Linked DNA regions of Macaca mulatta: region 1 is linked to region 2. The links are chromatin contacts, called in public Hi-C maps. All regions are on one chromosome and are shown on one strand. Each heading gives the region's core, a stretch centred on a gene start, on an enhancer-like site or on the middle of the called end of the contact. The rest is flanking DNA. Distances are from core to core; before and after follow the strand shown. Region 1 overlaps ADCY2 (adenylate cyclase 2). Region 2 overlaps ADCY2 (adenylate cyclase 2).

Region 1 (4,772 bases), core at 2,203-4,702, 200 kb after region 2:
CCATGACAGCATCAGGGGCTTTACTCAGGGCACTAACTGCTGAATTTGTTTCTCTTTCTGTGGGGCTCACAGGAGTGCACTTACAGGATGATGTCAGCTTGTGGCTGTCTTATATCTGGTTCTTCTGTCCCATACGTCGTCGTTTCGGGATGTTACTCCTCTTCTTAGCCAAATCCTCTGTTTCTTCACTGTCTCTAGCCAACCTCATTGGCATGAGGTTCCATTTTGGTCTCACACACCATCCAACCTCCCTTTGGATGTTCCATTTGCATCTCATCTTTGATGATTCACTGTGCTTCAGTACTTTTTATACCTCTGTAACTTCTATCCTGGCATTAAACTCAGCTTTAAAAGGCTTTGAATTATTTAATTATTTAAAGGACCTTTTGGATATGTATACAATTCTTATAAATAAACCTGTAATCTGTCAGTAGCAGAATTCGCAACTCGGTAGGTGTGTTTTTCACATGATCATGGGATGCTTTTGAGTTCATTGGTGCACTCAAGCGTGTAAAAAGCCTTGCTACACATTTTGCTGCATCTGTGTTGAACAAAATAGGTTGAATCTGGTTGCATGAGATTGGCGGGGGCGGGGGGAGGACTCAGTGTCTCCTGGGTCAACAGGAACAAGGGTGGAACTTGAGGACTTCCAGGCTATCAAGGTGTGAGGCTGTCCTTAAGGCAGCAGCTGCCAGGATCTCACTGGCAGTGAAGAGGCCACCGAGATGGGGGATGTGGCCAAGTACCACATGAAACTGCCAGACACATGGGCAAGTCATTTAAAAAGATTCTTTATCCTCCATAAAGAACTGATGCTTATGAGGCAGTTTTATTGAGTCAGAGTAAGTTGATTGGCCATCGCTGTGTAGACCCTTTTCTATGGACATGTGTGTGGTATTTTAGCTCCATTTTTATTTCTCAAAATTTTAGTGAGGATTGCAGTCTGAATTTAATAAAGTCCTCATTAACCCAAAAGTATTACTGGTAGCTTTCCAGAATGATAGAAACGATCTCCACCCTGACTTGCTACTTTTTGTTTCCTGGTAGAACGTCCGTCCTGGGCATCTCCTTTGGGGCTGCGTTTCTCTTGCTGGCCTTCATCCTCTTCGTCTGCTTTGCTGGACAGCTTCTGGTAGGTATTCAAATGTGGCGCTTCTTTGAAAAGTATGCTCATTTCATGAAAGCTGATTTCTTACCTAAAACTTTCAGAAACAAGGAGCTTATTGCTTTACCACTTCAAGAACTCCAGATCCCAGTTAAGGAAACATGCACCCTTCAGGTCTATAAGCAAGAATACAGACTGGAACAGCTCACGCACAACCAAGACACAAATACAAAGATGATTTGAAACGTTCGATGTCACATCAGAAGATTGCATTCTTGCTATTTGGTTCTGTCAATATATTTTTATCATTTCCTCTAACTTTTCAGAGTATTTATAGCAGCAAATGCAAGTATAATACGAGACTTTCAGTGTACAGGAGAATTAAAACTAACACAGGAACAGAAAACCAAACACTGCCTGTCCTCACTCATAAGTGGGAGTTGAACACATGGACACAGGGAGGGGAACATCACACACCGGGGCCTGTTGGGGGGGTAGGGGAAAAGGGGAGGGATAGTAGCATTAGGACAAATACTTAATGCATGTGGGGCCTAAAACCTAGATGATGGGTTCATAGGTGCAGCAAACCACCATGGCACACACATACCTATGTAACAAACCTGCACGTTCAGGACATGTATCCCAGAACTTAAAGTAAAATTTAAAAAAAAAAAAAAAGTAAACCTAATACATTGCTACAGTCACTTTCAAGCTATACAATGTTGGAGTAGTTGAAGAAAGCATATATTAAAATATCTTTTATTAGTGTTTAAGCTAATCAGGTTTAAACGCTGGTTCTGGATATACAGATTACATCTAAAATTGGAAGTCTAAAGCAAGTGTTGCTAGCTGGCCATCGGTCTATGAGAACATCCTAAGGAAGCAAACAATGGGATAGAAGGCCCTGAAGAGAAGCCACTATTTTGTTTTGTTCAGTGGAGATGAGCTGGGACAGAGAGGCCACTCTGAGCTTCTCAACAGAGGTCATGGGCATTCTCAAGAGAAGCTTCAGAGATTTTTTTTTTAAATAAAAAATTTAACATGATAATTAATAACCTATTATAAAAAATAAATAGAAATGTTCTTTAAAATATTTTTCAATGTATGTATTTTATGTGAGTTCTGCAGTTATAGACTATAGTCTAGATATTTTCACATTGTCAAAAATCATGATTTCTTCTGCCAGTTAGACTGTGACAAACCCATTTAGATGACACCTCCAAGGAAGCCTCCTGAGGTTTGTGGTCTGTCTGTTACCTCTCAGGACTATTGTGGCTTCTATGAAAGAATTTTTTCTTATTCTGCATGGGTTTACAGTTTGCATCTGTGGCTTTATTGCAATGTTATTTTGCTTTTCATAAAACACACTACTACTGCTAGCAACAATATCAGGACAGCGCGATAGTGGCCTCTTAGAATCCTCGTCCCCCCTTCAAAAGCTCTGAAAAGTGGCAGTCCTGACCCCCAAACTGTCCCTTGTATTCCAGTCCGACGTGCTGAAAGCGTTTGGCCAAGGCTGGTTAAGACTCCAAACCTTGTCTCGGCCTTTGTGCAGTCGACAGTAAGCACTTTGCCCTCTGTGCCTTATACCGTTGCAAACTTGTGTGGATTTTGTTTACTGTATAATAGTTTAGATGTTTCTAATTGTATTGAAAGCCCTTCCAAAATGGGACTGTGGTTTCTGCTTTACCCAAATGCACACATAGCATCTCGGTTCTGAAGCCCCCTGAAGACACTGTGGGTTGTATAGAGGAGGGAGGACCCTTGGTTAATTTGAATCCGCTCTGAAAGGCCCTGATGGGACTCTTTGGCAAAGTTTGAAAATGCTTACTGTAGAAAGAAGCCTGGTTTTCTATGTTCCCAGAATCATCCCTCGGGTGGAAAGGCACACAGGCTCCCCTGCTCTTTTCCTTACCCCCATAAATCTCCTGAAGTCCATTTCTCAGGTTTTCAAAATAAGAACCATCATTGGTGGTTCCATTGGAAATCCCAACCTAGTTCTATTTAAGTCAGTTCACATCATTGTGCCTAACTAGCCATATTTATCATTTTCATCCCAGGGAATCTGGTCTTGGATATGGGGGCATACGGTATATTTAGGGTATCAAGCTGACTTTTTTTCTTTCTACTGTCTAAGTTGTTATATTAAAGAAACATAGAGCTGGGGGCAGAAAAAAATATCTCAGGAACAACCGTGCTGAGTCTGTGGGAAAGCATTGCTCCCCTGTGATGCCTACCTTTCAGCCTTGCTGGAATCCCACGCCCTGCTGCTCCTGCCATAGCTCTTGTTCCCTCCTGTGGCCAGCCTGAGGCCCCGGTAAGCCGTCAAGGTGACATCCATAGCTCCTCCTGCCCTCCCATCCCTGGAGCTTCCCAGGACCCTGGCCTCCACAGGCCACATGCTAGGAAGTCCCTTTTGACTCCATGGTACCACAAAAGGAAGATTTCAAGGCTGCAAATAAATTGGTGCCTACCTCCTCCTCACAAGAAGCCTGTATGGTGTCAAAGTGCCCAGGAAGCCTAAACGTGATGACACTTCGTCTTCCTAAACTTGATTCCATAAGATCTGTGAATGAGGCTCCCTCTAGTGGCCAGCTGCAATTCCTCCTCCTTGGATGTAATCCATGAAAAAATCAAGAAGGAATTCTTTTCACTTCATTAATAGGTACTTTTTTACTGTTTAAACCATTCTGTAAGGATTTTTTAAATTTGCAACATCAAACATATTGGTGTACAGACAATTTAAGAAGGCTTAAGTGTACTTAAGAGTACTCCGCACTCTGCCATCCAAATTCAGTCAAAAACTGCTCATCACAAATATTCCACGGTGGTCATGGAGAAACATTGTCGCATCCTAATTGCTCATTCCCTGGCTTCTTAATAGCTTCCCAGTTGAGTAAGGTTTTATAATGATTTGCATTTATTATGTATTAAATACTTAGTTTATTAAAGAGTATTTAATACCCGAAACTTACCTTCAATTAACATATGGTGATTTTTTGAAAACTTCGATGCCAAAGGCAGTATTTGTGCTCTAATACCAGCTTTCAGTTCTCCGTATGAAGAATTAACATAAAATGTAATACTTCATAAAGGAAGCTGAGGAGAGGTCGGCCTGGCTAATGTTTTCTCCCAAGAGTTTTGCCTCTGTCATTCTCTGTTGCATAAAAAGCATAACGCCAATAAATCAAATCGATTGCTTGTTTTACAACTGGCCTTGATAAAAAGGTAGAAAGATATCAAAATAGGAAAAAAAAATAAGGGTGATAATGAATTGCAGATTTGTTCCTGTTGATAGAAAAATCATACAGATATTTGTTCAGTGACATGTTCTCAAACACATGGCAGGCATTTCTTTTCTGTGATCATTATTTCTGTGAGAAGCCCAGCCCTTGCCTCCATCGGCCCCTTCACTCCCACCCGAGGCATGCCCCATGCTGGCTCCCTGCTACCCCCACATTGCCCAGGTCTCAGTTCTTGTGCACGTGGGTGGGCTTAGCCACCGGGCACCTTCCAAGAAACCTGGAAACTGCACCAACTCCTGCACCAAGCCCTTCTTTTTACACCATGGGACTGACAATCTGTATCATTTAGCTTAGCCTCCAACACATAAGATCTCACTGAGACCTCTAAGTTGTTTCTGTTTCCCCTTGAATATATAGAGTTC
Region 2 (4,509 bases), core at 92-2,591:
CTTGGTGTCCTCACGCATTCCTCTCTACAGTGCTTCTGAGAACCATATTGGATTTGCCAGGGTCAGTATCCACTAATGTGGTGCCTTTGGTCTCTCTCCTTTCTACAAGGAAAAGAAAAATAATTTATTAGGGAACCTGTTTCCTACTGGTGAGTGTTTGAGTGTCCCAGATACTTAAAAGCCAGGGGAAGTTTCACCTTCCTGTTAATGAAAGAGTTGGTTGTGGGAGGATCTCTGTGCCTGCGTGGCCAAGGAACAAGCACCCATTCTGCTCTCGACCCATAGAAGTTTCCAGTGAATGAACACTTTGTCCAGACCTATGCTGCCCCCGCCCCAAAGTCACAGCTTAGAAAAGGGGTTTATTTCTACAGCGTTTATTTTTAAAGTGACTACGATTTTGTGCTTGGAGAAGCTGGCCTGTCCTTCAGAAGGGCAGTTAGTTATTTCGGAAGGTGATTCTGACAGTGACGTGGCAGTCCTTCAGCACACAGTTGGTGGGTTCCACGCCAACCGATAAGCAGCCCTTTTGCTCCTTCTTTCTTTTCCACAATTGTACTTCCCAGGTAATCCCTTCCCTGTGGGCAGTTCAGCCATGGTAACTGGAGGCTGGGAGGGGGTAACTGTGTGCAGAGGGGGATCACTGCAGATCAGACATTTGAAGAAGTTTCTACTTCCTAATGATCATTTTCCAGAACTATTGACAGAAATTCACTTCTTCTGTCTTAGGAAGCCATCCCTTAAACATAAGCTTCTTCCCTGCCATCAGTAACTCCTTTCACCTATTCCGATACTGGTACCATACAGCCCTCCATTAGAGGATATGAAATGTTTTCAGAAAAGCACCCTAATAAGGTTGTGTTTTCTTGTACTGATTCCTATGGTCCTTTCTTTTACAAGACAGAACAGAAATCCAGTTCATCTAACGCTTTCTTTTAGGTCTTTATTTTCCCAGCCATGTCCGGAGTTGGCTTTGAATGAATGGTAATGCATGACTAAATACATCAATGATAATAGAGATAGTGACGGACAACAGCATTTATTCACGGCTTCCTATCTGGAGCGAGCAGTTTCCAAGGTGTTTGACATGTTCCGTTCTGTTAAATACTGGTAATGAGGTCCCTACCTCCTTTGTTCTGGTGTGAAGACCGAGCCTGGGAGAGATGAAGTGACTGGCCCAGGGCACACAGTGTGCAAGTGGCAGAGCTGGATTTGGGGGCAGGCATATAGATGCCACCTCCTGCACCCACACCCAATGATTCCCCTTTCTCCAGAGCATTCAATCAGGCTCCAAGTCCGGGTCATTCCAGAATATACCATGAGGCTCCACACTTGCTTCCTTCCCTCACTCCTTCACTTAGCTCTTGCAGAAGCAGACTGGATCATGTGTTATGCTTCAGATGCACAACCTGCTAGACTAAAATCAAAATGCCTTTGCAAGGCCGTCCGTGGGCTGTGCCTTCTCCAACTCGCCTCTCTTTCAGCTGTCTTCTCCTTCTTTCATTTACAGAATGCACCACACCTCCTCCAATGCAGCATTTCCTGGCTCCTTCTTCTTCCTTGGGGCTCAGCTTGAAATTGTCACCTCCTTAGAGAAACCTTACTTTATGGCCCAGACAAGCCCCCATGTTCCTTCTCCTGACCCCATTTGGCATTCACCATAAACAACTTTACATCATTATTTGTTCAGTGTCTTTCTTTCCATTGTTTTTTTAAAAGTTCCATGGGTATATGAGAGTGGGATCCACTCTCAGAATATGCCACTCCTGCACACTCCCAAATGGTGAATACCCAGAGCTGCTGCTACTGATGAGGAACTACACATAAATAGGACGTTCCTCAAGGGAAGGCTGGGGGTGTGACACCACCAGTGGGTAAAAGCAGGACCCACAGCAGAGACTTCTGGCTTTCTTATTTGATTCATTCTCTCATCCAATGTTACGGTGCCTGGGCTTCAATACAGACTCAGGAAATATGAATTCGTGCTCTCCGAATTCATAACCTAATGGACAAAACGGACATAGTGGGATAATTACAGTAGTCCCCTTTCTTTCCCTGCTGATGAAATTGAGCACCAGGCCTGGGTGGCATGGGTGGAGAGGCCCTCATGCAGTCCAGGAGATCCTGAAAAGCCTAATGGAGCAGTCATAGGTATGGGTTTCACATCGTGTCTTTCTTACCTGAGGACACATGCTGGCAGGTGGGCATGTCTGGGGAGACCAGAACCTGCCACCTGCCCCTGGTTCAGATGCAGAAAGGTGGGCTTTCCAGGAATTTCTTATAAGCCTCCAGAATTAAGGAGCTTCTGAGCTTGCCTGCCTCCTTGTTCCCTGTGTTATCAACGGCATGCCTGGCATACCGAGTTCCAAGCAGGTGATCTTTAGCTGTGCCTCTCTCGGAGTTGACACATTCTGTAGCGAGTAGGTGTGTCAGCAGGGGCCGACCTGCTATCTACTTTCAGTCACTGCTCCCATGCTTTAGTTTTTAACAATGCAGCTCCTCCTCCCCTCAGCCTCACCATGTCAGACTGCTTGCGGAGGGACCACGCAGTCGTCCATCCTGGAGGGACTTTCCCACAGCTCACTGCTTTCCACTGGTGAAGCCCATGGATAGCATTACACTATTTCCTGTGCTCTGAGACTCAGGAGTCTTAGTTATGGGAGTGACCCCAGCACACTGCTCCTCCTTTGTAAATTCCTCAGAAGGTAGTTTCCAGGAACCCCATATTCTCCCTCTGGGATCTGTGCGCAGTTAAGATGAAACTGCCTCTGGTTCCATTGACACCTGCCCATCTCAGGGCTGCATCTGAGCAGCCTTTGTGAAACTGTTTTCTTTTCCGTATAGGGCCGAATTAAACAAACATATCACGTCAGTTTTGTCTGGGAAGTTCAAATGTTAGCTGGTGAAGTTTGTATAGATGAACTATTTCTTTTAAAATTAATTGTTATCTTCAGTATAAAAAGAAAAAATAGCATTATCTACTTATAGCATTATCTACTTAAAGTAGTCACGAAGAGTCTACTTTGTAAATATATTTATAAATATTACTATAGTATAGATAATATGTAAATTTATGTTATAAATTGTGTGTGTATATATGTGTGTGTGCGTGTACATGTATATATAACATAATGTAAAAGCCAATAATTTAAAACTGGGTGAGAAAATAAAATGCCACATAGAAATCATTGTAAGAGTAAAGATTTGTAGCGAATTTTTTTAGAACAGCTGGCAGAACGAGCATGAACCTGCATGTCATTGTGCTGTATGTCTGTGTCTGCATGAACAACTTCTATTTCAGTTTTGCACCAGCAGCTCCTAATTATTCTGTCCCTTCAAGAATAAGCTATTGCAATCTCAGCGTTTGCCAGTACCTTTAATAGTTTTTTTCTTAATAGCAGTGGATCTGAAATCTTTTCTCAAGTTGAAGTGCTCTAATCCCTAAAATATGTTGAAAATGGAGTCGAGTCGACACAGTGTGTCCACACTTTAGGCCCTGAAGAATCTTCTTGGCAGCTTGCCTAGAACCCCAAAGCCATCTGTGATTTGCATACAAATGAACATTGTGAAATTAAAAATAAACATGCAACCATAATATTTACTTGTCTGCCTTTGTTTCGCACTCTGGGAGGAGAGATAGTAGGCTGAGTGCATTCATTTGCCCTGAAACCCTAGAGCTGAGTTGTTCTTACTGCATCTGCAGTTAGCAGCAGATAATTACAGGTGGTGTTTTTGGAGGCGAGGATAATGATACTGAAAAAACAAGTTAGAAAGACATTCATGAAGCTGGTAGTATTATATAACTGCTATAGGCTCTGTCCTGTTCACATTTTCTTCTAGTTCTTACAAGGGACCATCAGTGCCATGAAGTTGGCATATGAAGCAGGAGTGGTGAGGTGATGCTGCTGTAACAAATGACCCTGAGATCTCTGTGACTGACAGCAGAGCTGCTTTCTGTTGCTACCTTAGGTTTCTGTTGTGGATAGTGGGCTGCAGTTCTCACACCATCCTCCTTCCTCCAGATCTCTGGCGGAGGCAGCATTCCCATCTGGAGCATTGCTGGGCTCATGGCAAATGGAAGGGAGATGGTAGAATCCTGTGATGTCCCTAAAGCTTCTGCTCAGAAGGGCCTCTGGTCACTTTCACTGATCATACTTTAGCCAAACTTTATGTTAGCTGGGCAGGGAAATGTAATTCCCCGAGTAGGAAGGGGATCACAAGTCACAGGACCATGCTTGAAGAAAACGGGATGGGAAGGTATCACCCTCTCAAATTTTCTTTGCATTTTCAGACAGTTTCAAAAGCAAGTGCTCATTTGCTGCTCATCTTGGCTTCACCACCACTGGAATCTGAAGAGTTCTCTCCCTGTGATGATGATTCCTTTGGCTAAATTTTGATAGTCTTGTTTTAAGTGCCAACATTCGTTTCTCATTTTTAGGGCCTTGCAAAGTAGCCCGGATATTTTCCCTTCAAAAGTTCTCATTGTGCAGGAACATGAGATGCAGTCCCCCG

The links. Hi-C and Micro-C count contacts between places; a contact is called where the count stands out from the background.
Region 1: a Hi-C map of sperm shows a contact between it and region 2, with 4 times the contacts expected there. The contact joins two enhancer-like sites. A contact is called at or near these places in 2 of 14 Hi-C or Micro-C datasets (fibroblasts and sperm).

The regions. Positions count from the first base shown.
Region 1 is chr6:8,803,974-8,808,745 of T2T-MMU8v2.0, forward strand. It overlaps ADCY2 (adenylate cyclase 2), which reads left to right. Exons shown (of 25, transcript NM_001265652.1): 15 at 1,048-1,132. Among named protein-coding and RNA genes, the nearest start is that of CFAP90, 100 kb to the right of the region's middle. Within about 2 kb of position 3,453, at least 3 of the 40 cell types and tissues checked have an H3K27ac peak or open chromatin away from gene starts, as enhancers often do.
Region 2 is chr6:8,609,405-8,613,913 of T2T-MMU8v2.0, forward strand. The region is part of intron 3 of ADCY2 (adenylate cyclase 2); the gene reads left to right. Among named protein-coding and RNA genes, the nearest start is that of ADCY2, 150 kb to the left of the region's middle. Within about 2 kb of position 1,342, at least 5 of the 40 cell types and tissues checked have an H3K27ac peak or open chromatin away from gene starts, as enhancers often do.